Regions from separate parts of the Mus musculus genome. Here regions 1, 3, 4, 5 and 6 are each linked to region 2. Evidence: chromatin contacts called from public ChIA-PET and promoter capture Hi-C data. All regions are on one chromosome and are shown on one strand. The core of a region is the stretch at or near the end of the contact, and the rest is flanking DNA. Distances in the headings are between cores, read along the strand shown.

The links. Promoter capture Hi-C pulls out the DNA fragments that hold promoters and counts their contacts. ChIA-PET counts read pairs in DNA pulled down with a chosen protein or histone mark. Capture Hi-C pulls out chosen DNA fragments and counts their contacts.
Region 1: an RNA polymerase II ChIA-PET map of memory CD8 T cells shows a contact between it and region 2, with 19 read pairs. The contact joins the promoter of Ptpn9 here to the promoter of Edc3 in region 2. A contact is called at or near these places in 2 of 39 promoter capture datasets (neutrophils and pre-B cells) and 1 of 115 datasets of contacts at active chromatin or transcription factors (memory CD8 T cells).
Region 3: a contact with region 2 is called in a promoter capture Hi-C map of pancreatic islet. The contact joins the promoter of Commd4 here to the promoter of Edc3 in region 2. A contact is called at or near these places in 2 of 39 promoter capture datasets (both in the C10 cell line), 5 of 115 datasets of contacts at active chromatin or transcription factors (the 230-238 cell line, T-cell acute lymphoblastic leukemia, double positive thymocytes and 2 more) and 2 of 9 other capture datasets (liver and pancreatic islet).
Region 4: a promoter capture Hi-C map of erythroid cells shows a contact between it and region 2, with 4 times the contacts expected there. The contact joins the promoter of Man2c1os here to the promoter of Edc3 in region 2. A contact is called at or near these places in 4 of 39 promoter capture datasets (erythroid cells, hematopoietic stem and progenitor cells, neutrophils and 1 more), 1 of 484 Hi-C or Micro-C datasets (B cells), 4 of 115 datasets of contacts at active chromatin or transcription factors (the 230-238 cell line, large pre-B cells, memory CD8 T cells and 1 more) and 1 of 9 other capture datasets (macrophages).
Region 5: a contact with region 2 is called in an RNA polymerase II ChIA-PET map of memory CD8 T cells, with 16 read pairs. The contact joins the promoter of Pml here to the promoter of Edc3 in region 2. A contact is called at or near these places in 3 of 39 promoter capture datasets (erythroid cells, hippocampal neurons and pre-B cells) and 2 of 115 datasets of contacts at active chromatin or transcription factors (memory CD8 T cells and pancreatic cancer cells).
Region 6: a promoter capture Hi-C map of neutrophils shows a contact between it and region 2, with 4 times the contacts expected there. The contact joins the promoter of Snx33 here to the promoter of Edc3 in region 2. A contact is called at or near these places in 3 of 39 promoter capture datasets (3T3-L1-derived adipocytes, neutrophils and pre-B cells), 1 of 484 Hi-C or Micro-C datasets (B cells), 3 of 115 datasets of contacts at active chromatin or transcription factors (T-cell acute lymphoblastic leukemia, pancreatic cancer cells and pro-B cells) and 1 of 9 other capture datasets (liver).

Annotation. Positions count from the first base shown.
Region 1 is chr9:56,993,281-56,996,221 of GRCm38.p6, forward strand. It overlaps Ptpn9 (protein tyrosine phosphatase, non-receptor type 9), which reads left to right and starts at 1,688. Exons shown (of 13, transcript NM_019651.2): 1 at 1,688-2,376. The coding sequence starts at 2,314.
Region 2 is chr9:57,707,012-57,709,832 of GRCm38.p6, forward strand. Edc3 (enhancer of mRNA decapping 3) reads left to right here and starts at 1,558. Exons shown (of 7, transcript NM_153799.3): 1 at 1,558-1,688.
Region 3 is chr9:57,156,975-57,159,752 of GRCm38.p6, forward strand. It overlaps Commd4 (COMM domain containing 4), which reads right to left and starts at 1,325. Exons shown (of 8, transcript NM_025417.2): 1 at 1,298-1,325; 2 at 93-164. The coding sequence starts at 1,300.
Region 4 is chr9:57,129,943-57,132,861 of GRCm38.p6, forward strand. It overlaps Man2c1os (mannosidase, alpha, class 2C, member 1, opposite strand), which reads right to left and starts at 1,348. Exons shown (of 2, transcript NR_102289.1): 1 at 607-1,348; 2 at 40-185. It overlaps Man2c1 (mannosidase, alpha, class 2C, member 1), which reads left to right and starts at 835. Exons shown (of 26, transcript NM_028636.2): 1 at 835-947; 2 at 1,217-1,339; 3 at 1,590-1,713. The coding sequence starts at 847.
Region 5 is chr9:58,248,370-58,251,313 of GRCm38.p6, forward strand. Pml (promyelocytic leukemia) reads right to left here and starts at 1,417. Exons shown (of 9, transcript NM_178087.4): 1 at 1,172-1,417. The coding sequence starts at 1,321.
Region 6 is chr9:56,926,710-56,929,743 of GRCm38.p6, forward strand. Snx33 (sorting nexin 33) reads right to left here and starts at 1,662. Exons shown (of 2, transcript NM_175483.5): 1 at 1-1,662. The coding sequence starts at 74.

The DNA.
Region 1 (2,941 bases), core at 438-2,937, 710 kb before region 2:
AACATCATGACCAAGAAGCAAGTTGGGGAGGAAAGGGTTTATTCGGCTTACATTTCCATACTGCTGTTGGTCACCAAAGGATGCAGGACTGGAACTCAAGCAGGTCAGAAAGCAGGAGCTGATGCAGAGGCCATGGAGGGATGTTCTTTACTGGCTTGCCTCCCCTGGCTTGCTCAGCCTGCTCTCTTATAAAACCCAAGACTACCAGCCCAGAGATGGTCCTACCCACAAGGGGCCTTTCCCCCTTGATCACTAATTGAGAAAATGCCTTACAGTTGGATCTCATGGAGGCATTTCCTCAACTGAAGGTCCTTTCTCTGTGATAACTCCAGCTGTGTCAAGTTGACACAAAACTAGCCAGTACAACATGTATGGGTGTTTTTTTTTTCCTGATGTATGTTTATACATCACATGCTCCTTAAAAGTTCTATACTACCACGTGGGTACTAGAATTGAACCCAGATCCACTCCAAGGTCAGCCAGTATTCTTAACCACTGACCCATCACGCGAGTCCCTGAGTGTCTTCATTATTTTACTTCCTGATACATCTTCCATTATCTTATACTGTCTTATTTTAACTCCAGTGCATAGTGCAGTGTCTGGTGTGCAGATAGACTTGTTATAGACTGTCTTCCAGTTTCAATACTGAAACCAACTCCTGAGTAGGTTCCTGAGTTCAGCGTAGAGTTCATTTTACTGGTGGCAAAAGACAAACTAACATAGTTGAGGGGCAAGGAGGCATGGACATGCCTTTAATTCCTTCACTCAAGAGGCAGATCTCTGTGAGTTCAAGGCCAGCTTGGTCTACACAGCCAATTTTGGGACAGCCAGGGGTACATAGAGATCCTTTCTCAAAACTCTGTCTTTCCTGGCCCCCTGACCCTCCACACACACAAAGGAAAAAACTTAGCAGAGGTAACCCTGAAGCTGCTATTGCACTGGTGCCAAAATGGAGTTAAGAATATATATAATTTATTTTTTAAAAAGTTCTCCAAGATGGGCATCAAAACCTATAGCATTTTCTTTTCCGAAGACCCATCCCCTGGTTCTTTCTGGACTTCAGTCCTGGGGGGACTAGTTGTGGCACTCCGATTTCTTGAAATCCTTCTAGAATACTTATCTTTGGTCTAACATGATAAAAAAAATCACAGTAGGCCCAGCCCTGCCTTCTCAATGCTCCTATCCTGAGAGACCCAGACTCTGCTGTTTACCCTAGAGTAAAATCATGCATTTGCAAAGGCTGTGGGCTTCCTGAATGAATTCTGAAACAGGATGTCTCTCTCTGTCTCTTCCTCACTCTCTCTTTGTACCCGATTACAATTAGCTACAATGATGCTGGACTACAGGATACATTCATTGAGCAAAGAAATGCGGCCCTTGCTTATCTGTCAGATCCGAGGCATCTTGGACCTCACAGGCAACCTTTCAGACCCTACCACGAATAGGTAGAAGCCGCCCGTGAATACCGGGAAGGGCACCGGTCCTCGCGCAGTTTTGGATTCTTTTAACTCCCAGTCGCGTCTCCCTCCCGCTCCCGTAGGGGAGTCGCCTCTCGTCCCCGCAGCCCCTCCCCCGCCGCGCCGCTCCGTTCCGCTCAGCCTCCCCTCCTCCCAGCTCCTCTCTGTCTCCCCCTCTCGGACAACGTCCCCGTCCGGCCCGGCCCTCCCCGGCTCCTGTTTGTGAATGAGATGCTCAGTTTCTCAATGGAGCCGTGGGGGGCTCGGGCGGACGCGGCGCAGGCCGCAGCGCTGGCCCTGAGCCGGGAGGGGGACGCCTTTTCCTCGCTCGCTCGCGCCCGCCCTCCCTGTCTCCGCGGCGGCTTTTGAGGAACTGGGCCGCGAGGCCACGGAGCAGTTCGCAGGGCCCGCATCCCCGTGGACGCCCGGGCTGGGCGGTCTCGAGGCGCCGGCGAGCTCTGCCCCGGGGGTTAAGCGGCTCGGAAGGCCGACGGCCTCCAACTCCCGCCAGGCGCCTTCGCGGTGGCTGTAAAAGTTGTGGACTCCTAAAAAAGAAAGAAAGCCAAGCAGACCTCGAACTGCTGTTAGTTCCTCGCCCGCACTTTCTCCTCCTCAGGACAGGAGGGGTGGCGTGAGGAAAGGAGTGAAGCAAACAGGAGGCATTTCCTCTCCGCGGGGAGCGACAGCGGGCTCTCCCCGGCCAGCAGGAGCGGCGTTGGCAGCCGCCGCGGGCGCCGGGCGCTCGCACCATGCGCGAGCCGACCGAGAGCTGCTGAGGCGCCGGGCCACAGAAGCGGAGCGCGAGTGCAGCGGGTTCTGGCGCTCGCCCACCAGACCTGCCCCGGCGGCGGCGGGATGGAGCCGGCGACCGCGCCCCGGCCGGACATGGCGCCGGAGCTGACCCCCGAGGAGGAGCAGGTAAGCGCCGCTGCAGCGGTGGGTGTGTCCGAGCCTCCGAGGCCTAGGCCGGCCTCTGTTCGCCGGGCTGCGCTCCTCGCCCCGGGCCCTCAGCGGCTCCTGCTCGCATTTCAGGCCTGCGGGCTGGCCTCCCCGGGCCGGAGACCGCGCCCCAGGCCATCGCCCAGCCCAGCCCCGGAGCCGTGGGACCCCTGGCTCTGAGATTCTTATGCTTCGAGACTTCCGGGGGGGGGGGGGTCCGTGCTGCTCCATTTCAATGAATATTAAAGTTCCTCGAACTGGGGCGGGCTCCCCACTGGATGACTGCAGGACACCTTGTCCCAGGCCCTTCTACTCTCTGGAAGCGTTTGCATTTTTTTTTTTTTTTCTCGAGGGTCCGTTGTTTTCAAGGGCAAGGAAAGCCATTTGGGGGGAGGATTCCTAGGTGGTTGTCTCCGTTCCCAAGATGGGGGGAGGTAGCGCTGGTAAAGAGGTGGCCCAGATTCTCAAAGGAGCCCTTCAGGCTTTCAGACTGCTGTGACGGGCCTACTTGGACAGATCCTGAAAGATCTGTTCCTTTTCTAGC
Region 2 (2,821 bases), core at 308-2,807:
GAAGCCATGAGCTCATAAACATTTCTAACTTTGTTTTTGGATTTATTTTATGTGTATTGAATGTTTTGCCTGCATGTATGTATGTACACCATAAGCATGCTGGTCCTCTCAGTGGTCAAAAGAGAGTGTTAGATCCCTTAGAACTGGAGTTATGGACAGTTGTGGGAAATGCTTTTAACTTCTGAGCCATCTCTCCAGCTTCTCTTTTCTCTTATTTTCTTTCTCCTCCCTCCCTCCTTCCTCACCCTCTCTCTTTCTTTCTTGGTGTGCTCAGAAATACTCCCCATAAGATTTAACCATGCTCAGTGGTGGTGCATGCATGCCTTTAATCCCAGCACTTGGGAGGCAGAGGCCATCCTGATTTACAGAGCAAGTTCCAGAGCTACATAGAGAAACCTTCTCTTGAAAAACCAAGAAGAAAAAATGAAAGAGATTTCACCTCAACAATGTTTTTCTTTTCGTAAGCACCACTAATTTCTCACCTCTAGTCAAACAGTATTGAGTATCTCAGCAAGGCAAAAGTTTCACTATGTAGTTCTTGTTAAGCGCAACCATTTCTCCAGCCCCACCTAGCCAGAACCACAGAATCTTTTTTTTTTTTTTTTTTTTTTTTTTTGGTTTTTCGAGACAGGGTTTCTCTGTGTAGCCCTGGCTGCCCTGGAGCTCACTTTGTAGACCAGGCTGGCCTCGAACTCAGAAATCCGCCTGCCTCTGCCTCCCGAGTGCTGGGATTAAAGGCGTGCACCACCACGCCCGGCTGGAACCACAGAATCTTAATTCAAAATAACAAATGGCCCCAATAGTCTTTAAATTTTCCTCCGAAACTTCACAAGCCAGGCAATCTGCAGTGCTCTCAACATTCTTAACTTCCAGTCTCCTACAGAACAGCTCACTGAGCTCTCATGGCTTTTCTAGCCTAAAATTCCAAAGTCCTTCCGAAACATGATCTGGTCTGTTCACAATACCCCACTCCTGGTACCAATTTATCTTAGTTTGGATTTCTATTGCTGAGATGAAACTCCATGACCACAATCAATTTGGGAAGGAAAGGGTTTATTCAGCTACACTTCCATATCACTATTCATCAAGAAAGGTTCTTGGAGTCAGGAGCTGGTACAGAGGCCACTGAAGAGTGTGGGTTACTGGCTTGCTCCCCATGCTTGCACAGCCTTTTTTCTCAGGAAAAAAAGCCCAGGACTACCAGCTCAGGGAGGGCCCCAGTTACAATAGCCTAGGCCCTCCCCACTCAGTCACAAATTAAGAGAAATATTGCATAGGCTTACTTACAGCCAGATCTTATAGAGCCATTTTCTCATTTGAGGTTCCCTCCTTTCAGATAACTTTAGCTTGTGTCAATTTGACAAACTAGCCAGCATAGTTCCTTCCTCCCATTCTCTTTCTTACTCCACTCAGATTTCACACACAGAAAACATCTTAGCTGCCTTGTCCATCAACCCTTAACATTACCCCAAGCTCTCAAATTTCCCGGGAGCCCCGCCCCTTGGCTCCGCCCTGTGTCAACGGAAGTGACATCACTCCGGGTAGGCCGAGACGCGGGGGCGTTTCCGGCGGAGGTGGCGGCTGCTTCTGTGTCTGTGGCGGTGGGCGTGAAGCCCCTCGGTGGGGTTTTGGCGAGCGAGGTCGTCTTGGTGTGCTGTGCAGCGCAGGCGGGGGCAGGCGGCGGGGAGGTGAGCACGAGGAAGGCTGCGTGTTCGCGGGTGCCCGTTGGCTGGCGCTTCCGGGTGGTCAGCTCGGTTTGCTTGTTAGGCTGCAGGCTTCCCGGCCTTGTAGATCTTTATATTGGCGGACAGGAGCTGCGGGTGTGTGTGTGTGTGTGTGCGCGCGCGGGTGTGTGTGTGTGTGTGCGCGGGTGTGTGTGTGTGTGTGTGTGTGTGTGTGTATATGCGTGCGCGCTCAAGAACCTTGTGTGTGCGCGCGCGCGCCCGCGCAGAAATTGTGGGGGTGCGCGCGTGCGGGCGTGTGGGGTACTCACTGGGTTAGGTATAGCCCAAGGATTCGGATTGGAGGCAATAACGGCTTGGTCTGTCTCAAGCCCGCTTTGGTTGCCACTGTGACTTCTCAAAGAGCCATTGCTCTTTGCCTTCATTTTCTTTGACCAGTGAGGTTAATAGCCAGTCGTGCGAGTGCCTCATAGTAGATGAGAACTTGTGTAACTTGTGAAGGACTGGGGTGTGGGACTAGAGATAGTGATGCCCTGCCAGAGCGCACGCACACTTAGCTGCCCTCGATGCACTGCCGCAGTTATCCTTTCTGTGTTGTGACTGCAGATATTAGTAATACTTGATCTGTGGTTTTAAGTGTTGGGGTGTGTTGGAGGAATAGTCTTCATCAACTTTAGTTGATTTTCAGTCTCCCCGTTGCAGAGTTAAAAGGACCCTTAATCTTTCCACAATCAAAATGACTATCCCCGAGTTATTCGTGGCTCATCTGGAACCCTCAGGTGGAACCCAGTTTTTTGTTTTTTGATTTTTGTTTTTTTAAAGAGAATGATGTATCTGTTTTGTTTGGGCACAAAATTCTTAGTTTTTGGTTTCTCTGAAGTAAAAGTAGTTGCAAAGAATGACCTTTTTTTGGTGACAGGCACTCAGTATATAGTTCTAGGTTAGAGCTACATAGTGAGAACCTGTAGAATTGTCTGTGTAGGTCAAACTGGCCCGGAACTCACAACGATCCTCCTGCCTCTGCCTCCAGAGTGCTGGGATTAAAGGCCTTCACTCTTTGACTACCAGGATTACTGGTTTTGATGTTACTGAGACATTTGGCCACTTGGGTCCCCTATTACCGAGTAATGCTCCTGCTT
Region 3 (2,778 bases), core at 75-2,574, 550 kb before region 2:
CACCCCAGCCCGCTTCCAGCTCCCAGTCCCAATCTCCTCCTTCCACCCTGAGCCTCTCTCCTCCCAACCCTAAGTAAACCAGTGCACTTAACAATTTTGGCCAGTGTGCTGATCTCTGCCAGGACCCAGTCGGGACAGTCCAGATCGCCACAGAACCGGAACCTCTGCAAGAGAGTAACGTGGGAAGGCAGGCTGGCGGTTGGGCTGAGGTGTGGCCAGGAATGAGTACTGTCTGGTCACCTGTTGTCCCCTATGTCCAGACTGTTGTGAATACTCTGCCCACACTGCCACCTGACCTCGTTCTGACTTTTACTCTCTGCATCCGTGGCAATTTTCCTTAAGTGTCTACCATGCTCCAGCCACAACAACTTGCCCGATTCTCCTTGTTACCCCAGCCCCACTTCTGCCTTCACCTTTGCTGGGCCCTTCCTGGTCCTAGGTTTTTCCAGGCTTGTTGGCAGTGCTGGGGCTCAAAGTCAGGGCCTCGGGCACATCTACCACCGAGCTACAGCACCAGATTCCACTTCCCATAATCTCCTAGTTAACAAAGCACTTTGGGCAGCCAGAGGGAATGCTCGCTATTTTGATAATAGTGATCCAAGTCCCAGTGAGACTTAATCTTTGCTTGTCTCGCTTGATCTTCACCAAGCTCTAGCGCGACAGGATGTGGCACTCTCAAGGAGCCTGGCTCATTCAGAGACTGCACGGCTGTTTCTTGTCTGAGGCTATTCTTTCTCTGCCTCCGCTTCTCATCCGGGTAACACAAATTACCCTTCACCGAGTTGCATCTTCAAGAGTCCTAACACTGCGCTCACGGTTCAGGAAAGCCTCTGCAGTTGGAGAAAGACCTACGGCTGCCAATTCTTGCTTCTGACTTGCCCTCCCCTTCTGCAGCTCGAATCCCGATGCCTGTATGGGCTGGACACTCAACACGCATCTCCTGAATGAATGGATTATGAATCAGAAAGCTTAACCCAATCCCAAAACCACTCCTTCGCTCAGGAAAGCGAGGAGAGGCTTCCTAACCAGTCCTAAGCATGTTTTCGTCCTGTGACCCGACAGTCAGGGAAGTGGGTGACCCAGGGAGGTCCCTTGGGGGCCGTGGAGAGTCTGAGAATCCGGGAGGTGGGACCCTCCGGCCCAGGGATGGACGCGAGGAAACGCGGCTGCGCCTGCAGACTCCGACGTTCCGCCGCGCCCAGGCAGGCGCCAGTGAAGATTGTCTCCTTAAGCTCCTAGAACCACCGAACCCCTTTGTCGCCCGATACCCAACTTCCCATCTTTCCCAATCCCTCACCATGATGTCAGGAGATCCAATCCAGAGCTTCTTCCGGCTTGACTCAGGTCAGCTGACTCTGTGATCACATGACACCTACTGGTACAGGGAGGGCGGACCGTTAATGTAACCAATTGAGAATGCATATTCCTCCAGGAACAAGCAGCCTCTAGCGTTTCACCGGGATTATCTAAACAGAAGGGGATGGGTGGAAATAATTCCATTAATTACTTGGAGGGAGGATCCCATGATCCACGAGTATTGAAGTGGGTTCCACGGTTTCCTTCTTAAGCAATACCGTTATAAAAAACTATGGACTATGACAAAATATTTTTTAATGAAAATCTTACTGACTGCCTAGGGCGTGAGGGCACGCATCTGAAATAACAACACTTGAGAGGCTGTGAGGCAAAAGGATCAGAAGTTTAAGACAGCCTGGACTACAGAGTGAGACTCCAAACCTAAAACTGCCCAGATGGCTTAGAGTACCACCCAAGTTCGAACCCCGGAACCTTGTATAAAGGTGGAAGGAGAGCGCCAACTCACAAAAATCGTTCTCGACACAAGTATGGCCACGCTTGCAGCACACACACACACACACACACACACACACACACACACACACACACACACTAAACCTTTCAGGTGCCTAGCACCCATGTAAAACTCTGGACTAGGGGGTGTAAATAGAGATAGGTGGATCCCCAGAGCTCACCAGCCTCTTAGTCAAACTAATCTGTGGGCTCCTAGTACAGTAAGAGGCCCGGGTTGGACAGGTAGGGGTGGGGGAGTGGAGCTCGAAGACACTTAGCAAATGATGTTGACCTCTGACTGCCATGTGCACACAGGGGCATTCACACACACACACACACACACACACACACCCCAAATCACCCACCTATACACTAAAACAAAAATATATTAATGAACATAAATAAGACACTATTAAAAATATGATGCACGTGCAGGAAATTATATGTAAGGGTGAAGCTAAAAGAATCTTCATAAACTGTACCCCTCACCCCCGTGTAAACATAACCAGTAACCAGATTAAAACAAACAAACCCAGAATGTTACTAGTACCCTCCCTCCTCATATCTCCTTCAAGTCTGGCTGTTTTTTAAAACTCCTTATTGATTCTTGGAGTTTCACATCATGCACTCCACTTCCCTCATATCCACCCTTCTTCCCCAAATAAAACACAAGCACAACCACACATACACATACAAGCACACACACACCACCACTACCAACAACAACAACAACAACCAAGCACAGAAAAAGTTCAACTTGGCCAGGCGGTGGTGACACACACCTTTAATCCCAGCACTTGGGAGGCAAAGGCAGGGTGATTTCTGAGTTCGATGCCAGCCTGATCTACAAAGTGAGTTCCAGGACAGCCAGGGCTACACAGAGAAATCCTGTCTTGAAAAAAAAAACAAACAAACACCCCCCCCCCAAAAAAAAAGAAAGAAAGAAAGAAAGAAAGAAAGAAAGAAAGA
Region 4 (2,919 bases), core at 98-2,597, 580 kb before region 2:
AGAAAAAGTCCTTGTGACCAATAAAACAAGGGACTTTGCTCAAGTTTTGACAAGTTATTTTAATTGGCATTGTATATTTCTTACTTGATCATTTTTCTGGGTAACCTGCATTTGGAATGTAAACCTGGTTATTTCCATTAAAGCAGGCTAGTTAGATTCCTCCTGTATTATTTTCTTCCAGACTCCTGCAAACGTTAAAGCTGGAGGTTAGCATTCAAACTTCCTTGCACTTGTTGACCTGCGTTAGATCAAAATTCTGGACATTGGGGTAATGGGCAACGGTGATGCATGTAATGTAATGGAGGATTACTGGTGTGCAAAGCCCCTTTTCTGTATTTCTGAAAACACCCGAAGTAGCCTTGCGCTTTTCATATTATGCAGTTACCAATGCTTGAGTAAGTGAAGAGAATGGAAAACTAAACCTTTCCCATGCCCTTCCAGGGGTTCCCTCCCTAGCCCTTCCTTCAGAATACCAAGTAGCTCAGGCTGTACTCAAAGGCGCTACATTGTCGCAGATTACTCCAATTTACACTTCCTGGTCTGTGAACTTTGTGCATCCTAGGCAAGCACTCTCCCTACCGAACCACACCACCAGCTCAAACTTACCATTGTATTTTAAAATAATTTACCCAGCTGTCTGACAGCAAGGCTGAGGTGAGAACCGCGAAGGCTCAGCTTCCGGGTTTCACTGGGAGGCTCCCCAGAGCCAGCCTCTTGCAAAAGCCGTGGTGTTCCCAGAAAAGCTGCTCGGGTCTGTAAGCTGGTTGGATGCCGGAACCTTTGGTTCCAAGCGGTGCAACGAGCCGGCAGCACCAAGGATCTTCCGGGGAGGGAAGGCGCATCGCCATGGCGGCAGCGCCGTTCTTGAAGCACTGGCGCACCACTTTCGAGCGGGTGGAGAAGTTCGTGTCCCCGATCTACTTCACCGACTGTAACCTTCGCGGCAGGTGTGGTCCTTGGCCTACCACACCCGCGCGCTCTCCCCTTCCCTTCCGGAGGGAAACCCAGGCCGTGGCCAACCGGGCCGCGGAACAAAGTTCCCGCCACTGCCAGGCCAGGGGCTGGGGAGCGAACGGTAGAGGTTGGTCTGTGCTGCTGAGCTGCCAGGCAGTCCTCACGGCCTTAGCCAAGGGAGAGCGTTTCCCCAGCCATCCGCTGGCTCACGGGTGGGACAGGGGCGGCTTCGAGCATGCGCCCATCAGCTGCTCCTGCCCAGGCTCTTCGGGGACAGCTGCTCGGTGACACTCTCCAGCTTCCTGACGCCCGAGAGGCTTCCCTATGAGAAGGCGGTGCAGCAGAACTTCAGCCCTGCGCAGGTCGGCGACAGCTTCGGACCCACGTGGGTAACGCCCAGTTTGGCGAAGCTCCGCCCCACGACCAAACCCTAGTCTGCTAGATAGCAGAGTGGCGCCCTCTGCTGAGAGAAGCTCCTTTATCCTTCGGCGTCTTCACTTGAGTATTTTCATCCCTGCTGCCTCTCCCCCTTTCCCTTTATTCTTTGACCATTTCTCTGATGCTGCACATGCATGGAGAACATCTTAAAGCCGAGGGTTTCCACTCCTAGGCCCATCAAAATGGCTCTCTTACAGATGGTGGACCTGCTGGTTTCGGGTAGAACTGGTCATCCCTGAAGTTTGGGTGGGCCAGGAAGTTCATCTTTGCTGGGAAAGCGATGGAGAAAGCCTTGTCTGGCGTGATGGGGAACCTGTCCAGGTGAGGTGTCCTCTCTTAGAGCCAGATACTGCCACAGATTAGCCTGGTTTTTGGAGAAGCCACAGCTGAATGAATGGGTCTCCAGAGTAATTTCATGATTTCGGAACTGAGGAAATTGCCAGTGTTTAGACACACCCGAAGAGGTTATCAGATCCCATTACAGATGGTTGTAAGCCACCAGAATTTGGACACCAGTGTTATAAATCCCCAGTTTTCATAAGCTAGTTTTATTGTGTATAGTACATATGTATTGGGGGAAACTTCAAATCATTCTAAAATGATATAAAGTAAGGTATTAAGTTATCTTCCCATGAATAATGAATTTCTTTTAACTGCACTTCACATTCCCCAGATGTTAAATGTTAAATGTCATACCAGGTTTAATCTTTGTAATGCTATGTGATGACACTTTATATCCATTATAGATTTTAAAAAACTAAGACATTTCTTTGTTGGTCCATGCAGCTTCCGTTTCAAAGTCCAGTAACTGGGTCCTAAAAGAAGTCAGAGCCCTAGCCGGGCGTGGTGCTGCACGCCTTTAATCCCAGCACTCGGGAGGCAGAGGCAGGTGGATTTCTGAGTTCGAGGCCAGCCTGGTCTACAAAGTGAGCACCAGGACAACCAGGGCTATACAGAGAAACCCTGTCTCGAAAAAACAAAAAAACAACAAAAAAAAAACAAACAAACAAAACAAAACAAAAAAAAGAAGTCAGAGCCCTATCCAACTTTCTTCTCTTCGATGGCACCCACCTAACTGAACACTGAGGATGAACCAATCTATCTCAAACTCCTTGGGCTTCTTTTTTAATTAATATAACCCAGAACCACCACAAATTCTAGACAAATGTTCTCACCACTGAGCTAATCCATCTCCCACCTCCCGTTTAATTCGAGAAAGGGTCTTGCTGAATGATCCCTGATAGTAGCCTTGATCTTGTTATTCTCTACCATGGACCTCCCAAGTAGCTAGAATTATAGACCTGTATTAATATATCTGCCTCACTCCATGGGGTTTTCTTTTATATATTCATGGGTAAAAAGGCTACCAGAGGGGGTTGGAGAGATGGCTCAGTGGACTGACTGCTAAGAGCACTGACTGCTCTTCCAGAGGTCCTGAGTTCAAATTCCCAGCAACCACATGTGACTTACAGCCATCTGTAATGGGATCTGATGCTCTATTCTGGTGTGTCTGAAGACAGCATACAG
Region 5 (2,944 bases), core at 167-2,666, 540 kb after region 2:
ATGTCAACTAGTATTTTTAATCCTTAGCTATATAATGCTAATAATAAAAAGTTAGGGCAATGTGACCTTATTTGTGTTTTTTGTGAAGGGAAAAATGAGTGAAGAATAATGGGATGGAGGTAGTTCCTTCCAGGGTGAGTATGGAAGGTTGAGGCAATACTCCCAGGAAGGCCATGAACTAGGCTTCCTTAGGAAAATGAGCTTGGTGGCGCATACATTAATCCCAGAGCTCAGAAGGCAGGCAGGTGGTTTCTATGAATTTGAGACCAGCCTGGCTTACAAAGCAAGCTCCAGCCCGGCCAAGGCTACAGAGTGAGACCCTGTGTTCCAAAAGATAAAATAAAATAAATCCCTAAACCTCATACACATAAAATAAATTGATGAAAATCAAAAGAGAAAGCAGCTGTGTGAATCCTGTTGGTCTTAGCAGGCACTTTGGTCTGAGCCAGGTTCTGTCTGTTTGTTTGTTTTGTTTTGAAACAGGTCTTGCTGTGATGCCCTCAGCGGTCTTGAACTCTCTTTGTGGCCTAGGCTGGCCTGGAACTTGTCATCCTCCCTCCAGCCCTACCATCCCAAGCACTATTGCTCCTGGGATGTGCAACCACAGCTGAAAAACGGGAAGTGTTGGTGTGGGGGTCAGGGAGGGCGACTATAGTTTTGCCAAGTCTGGGACATGCCTTTAGCTCCAGGCCAGAGCAAATAAGACTCCTGGCCAGGCCTTCCACAGGACTATAGTCTTTCATCTGAGGTAGGCGCTTCAGGCAAGGCTTCAGGGAGTAGGAGTTACAATCCAACTATCCCCAGTTACAATCCAACTCATCCCGGTTTTTTTTTTTTTTTTTTTAGACAGGGTTTCTCTGTGTAGCCCTGGCTGTCCTGGAACTCACTCTGTAGAGACCAGGCTGGCCTTGAACTCAGAAATCCACCTGCCTCTGCCTCCCAAGTGTTGGGATTAGAGGTGTGCCCCACACCGCCGGGCCCCTGTTCCTATTTTACTCTAGGCTATCAGTTCTACCTCTGCCCAGCCAGGAGGGTCAGGACCTTGGTGTCTCTTTAGGACACTAACCCATTAACTTACTTCTCTATAACGACCTTCTTCATCCTCAACTCCTCGACCAAAGTAAACGAATAAAAAAACCTAATAGCCCTACACCTTCTAACCCAGTAGTACCTCTGCAGGGCTTTGGCTGTGTTCATAGTCTTCGGAGGGTTCCTCTGGGGGAGGCATGGTGGGCGTGGGGGTCAGGGCAGAGTCCTGTTGTCGACAGGGAGATCCAGGGGGTGCAGGTACCTTCTGCACGGAAACTGGTTCAGTTTCCATTTCTTGATTAGGTCTGTGAAGGCGGGAAATGGGTCTCAGATCTGAGCCAGAAAACTGAGCGAGAGATTGCCCGAGGAGAGCCCGCCTCCCGAGAGGAAGTGAGACAGGGCTGGGCGGGTCTAGGGGCGGAGAGGCTGGTTCTATAATCTCCCTTCCAAAGTTAAGAGAAAGACTAGGGAGCTATGGAAGTAACTCTGGTAGAGTCAGAAAGGTTAACCAAACAAGCAAGTAAACAAGCCCGGCATGCGGGCATGGCTCATTAGCAGAACAAGGAAAGATCCGGCCACGTACGCAGCATGCACACCAGGAGAGAAACAGAGCTGACAGGCTTTTCCCTGTCTGTGAGCTATTGGACTCATTCCACAGCTATATGTCTTTCTAGTTAAAAGCCAGGTAGAGAAATAAACTCCTCTTTGAGAGAGCCTCCCAAGTGCACCCTAGTGGAGACTTCGACTCAGTACTGGGATGGGTTTGCCTGGAAAGGCATCCCTCAGCTGAGAATGGAGCATGAGATAGAAAATGACCAGGAATTCAGAGCTGCTCAGACATTTTAAAGAGAGACAAACACTTGGAAAGGAGTGGAGGTCTGAAACAGGAGAGCCAGTTTGGGAAGTAGTCAGGGCCATTTTCAGATTTAAGATGGGGCTCCTGCGAAGTGATACCAGAGAAGATGAGATGAATCATACGGTGAGAAATGGACCGATTCTACATATGATCTGAGAGTTGGTGAAGGGTTTCTTACAGCGTGTCAGCTGCGTCTCTTGAATGACCTTGAGGCAGGTGGCCTATGAGAAGTAACTGTGGGACACAGAGTTAGTTCTGAGTCAGTGGAAGGACCGTGGTGACAGAACAGCGTTGAATGGGTCTGATGACTGTGCATCGTACAGAGGTAGACAACAGGGAGGCAAGGGGAGAGCTGGCCAGCAGTGGTGAAGAAAACAAGAGATACAAAGTTAGCTTTTTGACCAAGAAAAAGCAATCCAGAAACTAGTGGGTGAGGAAAACACACACCTGCTGACACTCTCATTGGCCAGTGCCTTTGGCTTCTAACTTCAGTCTGTTCCCACCCACTTTTCTGGCCCCTATGTGCCTATTCTCTGTTCCTATGTGAAACTGATTAAAAGGGATGGTAACAGGTTCCTGCTTTTGTAAACTTAGAGTTGTGGTGAGATGGGTTCTAAAGGGAGACCCAACATCCTGGAGACTGTGGAGGCCATACATCTAAGCTGACCAGTATCCCTTGGCCTTTAAAATTAGCCCATCAAGGGCTGGAGAGATGGCTCAGCGGTTAAGAGCACTGACTGTTCTTCCTGAGGTCCTGAGTTCAATTCCCAGCAGCCACATGGTGGCTCACAAGCATCTGTAATAGAATCTGATTCCCTCTTCTGGTGTGTCTGAAAACAGCTACAGTGTACTCATATAAATATTTTGAGTAAATATTTTAAAAAATTAGGCCAAGATCAGTTATATTGTGTACAAATATTTGTGTTTTCTTTCCTCAATTTTTTAAATTATGTGATGTAACATCTATTAATAGAATGTCAATGGTTATCATATTGAAGTCTGAGATACTAATAGAATGTTTCTAGGGGGCTGGTGAGATGGCTCAGGGGTTAAGAGCAC
Region 6 (3,034 bases), core at 412-2,911, 780 kb before region 2:
TCGTCCTGCTGGATACTGATTTCCTCCTTGTTCTCACTGTGGAAATCATAGAGGGCTCGGCCTTTCAGTGCCATGGCTCAGCTATCTGTTAGGTCAAGACTGGAAGGAAAATGCCTTGCCCAGATTCAGGATGTTCAACAGGGTGTCCAAAAAAAAAAAAAAAAATGTACTTGCAGCTCAAAGTCTAGTAAGCCCTACCAAGTCCTTTGGGCAGGGCCTCAGCATGCACAGATGCTGTCTAGCTGCCTTTTGGTCAAAGAAGTGTCCATGGTCCAGAAACTGCCTTGGGGTATCTGCCTGTAAGCAGGGAGGGGTTGGTCATGGCCACAGTCTTTCTCCTCTCCCTTGGCAGCCCCTGGAAAGGAGCGGGTCTCTCCCTCCTCACACACCAAGCAGAAAAGTCAAATGACTTGAAGAAAGCAGCTCTGCTAGAACCAGAACGAGACACACACTTTCCACTAAAACAGTGTTGTACAACAGAAGAGATTTACCCTCAGACCACGGTCCCAGGAACGCAGGCAAGGTTCTGCCTCCTCTGGCTCTCCGTTCTTACTGGCTCCGGCTTTGGGAGGCTCTCACATTCTTCTGGAGATCTGCTCCTTCCTCCTTCCTCTCTCCTCCCGGGCCACCGCGTCTTCAAGAATCCAGAAAATTCAAGAGGGGCAAAGAGAATAACAGCAGAGTCCTGAACCAATTCCAAGGGTGGATGTGTCCGGCCTCCAAAAGAGCCAGGCCAGGAAAACAAGGGCCAAAGCTTGCACAACCGGCTGAAAACTACTCGACCCAGGGGGTGCGACCCCGTCTCGCTAGCTCTGGTGCCCTCTTCCCGCCCTGCAAATGGCCAGCCCCCGCCCCCAGATAACAAGGGGGGGCGCGACAAGCAGCGCAAAGAACTTCTGGCCTCTTTCACTCAGTGCCTCTTTTGTTTGCCTAATTCCTCGGCAGTTTCAGAGTATGAAGCTGACCCGGATCAGAGTCTCAGAACCCCTGTCCAGAAGTAACGCTAGGAGAAACCTCCACCATCACCACCCCCCGCCCCTGATGTGCCCCGGAACACTCAACAGCAGTCAGTAGATAGAGCTCTGTCGAACAGATGGCGTAGTCGGGTGTTTGTCAGTCCGTCCGTAGGTTCGTTCTCCGCGATGCCCTCTGGATCCGACCCGAGAGGGACTAGCTGAGCCCCAGCTTCTTGCCTCTTTGCCCCTCACTCGCAGCCCTTCAGCGCTGCCAGCAGGAAGCCAAGTCCAAAACAAACATTCACCCTCCCTTCAAAAAACTAAAAAGAAAAAGAAAAAAGAAAAAGAAAGAAAGAAAAGAGAAGGGGGGAGGAGTCCAGGAGATGGCGTTCCGAGGAAGGAGGCTAAAGCAGTAGGGGAGGTGAGGGGTGGAGAGAGAGGGAGGGAGGTATGAGGGAGGGAAAGCAGGCTACGGAATTCAACAAACTCTACCGCACTTCCGTGCGTCCTGGCCGGTCAGGGACCGCACAGCTCCGCCCTCCCGCGGCCAGGGTGCCACCGCCGGCCTTCCGCTCACTTTCCTTCTGGCGGGCGCCCTCCCTCTCTCCGGTTCAGTCCCGGTGGCCGGGATCCAGGAAATGGACCCGGGAGTCGGGGAGCTGCGAGCTTTCAGCAGCCCAGTTGCCGGCGCCCAGAGCCGCTTCTCGCTCGGATTGGATCGCCGCGTGGGGGAGCTCGCCAGCCGCCTTCGAGCTTCGCCTCCTGGACTTGGTCATCCATCTGCCTTTTCCGTGACGCAAGTGCAGGAAAACTCCGAAAGTTTGCGGAGCGCAGTGGCAAGGAGGGAGCTATAAAGGCTAGGAGAACCGCCTCGGCTGCAGGGGAGCAGAGCTGCGGACTCCCTTTTCCCAACCTCCTTTCCCGCCACGCGTACTTCGATCTGTCTAGGGGCTAACACAGCTCCCGGGTTGTTCTCAGATGGTGTAGGCAGCAAATTGTGACCCTGGTATCCCGCAGGTGATAACCGATGCTGTAAGCAAGATAGGGAGAGGAGCCCTCCTGCCTTCCGCAGCTCCCAGAGTGTGGGGGTGGGGTGCCAAAGACCATGTAACTTCTTCAGTGACAAGTTGCAAGTTTAGGCACAGGCGGGTTCTGGGTTGCTTTGTCCTTTCGCGGGAGCCAGATCTTCCTTCCAGGCCAGCAGCAAATAGCAAGGAGAGAGGAGTGGTCTGGTAAATAGCCTTTAGGCTTCCAGGATTCGACCCTCCACATTAGGCAAAACTAGGTGTACTAAAGACAGGAGTTGTGCTGAACTCTGGAGCGAATATAACAGCTGGATTGCTGCTGTGGTTTTTAATTCACACTGTCTGTCCCATCATTAAGTTTATATTCCAAACAACAAATTAACCGAAACTAAGATTATCGTCTGGAAGGTCATAAGTATCTTCACAGAGAAGCAAGATGTTCCAGCCTAGTGTGGCCAGTGTCGTGCAAAATGCTTGGGAAGGCACTGATCCCAGCCTAAGTGGAACACATATCAAGAACCTTCCAAGCCGTGGTCACCCATTCCTTCAGTCCCAGCACTAACAGAGACAGGCAGATCTCATGAGTTTGAGGCCAGCCTGGTCTACAAAATGAGTTCCAGAAAGCTAGGGATACATAGAAAACCCCTGCCTCTCTGTCTTGTCTCTGTCTGTCTCTCTTTGTTTTTCTCTCTCTGTCACACACACACACACACACACACACACACACACACACACACACACGCACGCACACACACACACCTCCTCTTCCTCTTGGAGCCCTAGAGCCTTATTTACCCAATCTTGCTAGGGCTTCCTACCTCCAGGTTACTATTGTTCTTACTTATTGCTGATTAACTGGTATAAAGTAGTGCTGCTGAAGGTTGGGACATTTGGCTGTTTTGAGGGTCATGACTCCTAGACCTCTGACTCCAAAACTCATAAACTTTGACTCCCTATGAAGGATAACAGCTGGTCGTGATGACACACACGGGAGACTGAGTGAGTGCCAGGCCAGCCTGTGCCACATCTAGCAAGATCTTACCAAAAGTTAAC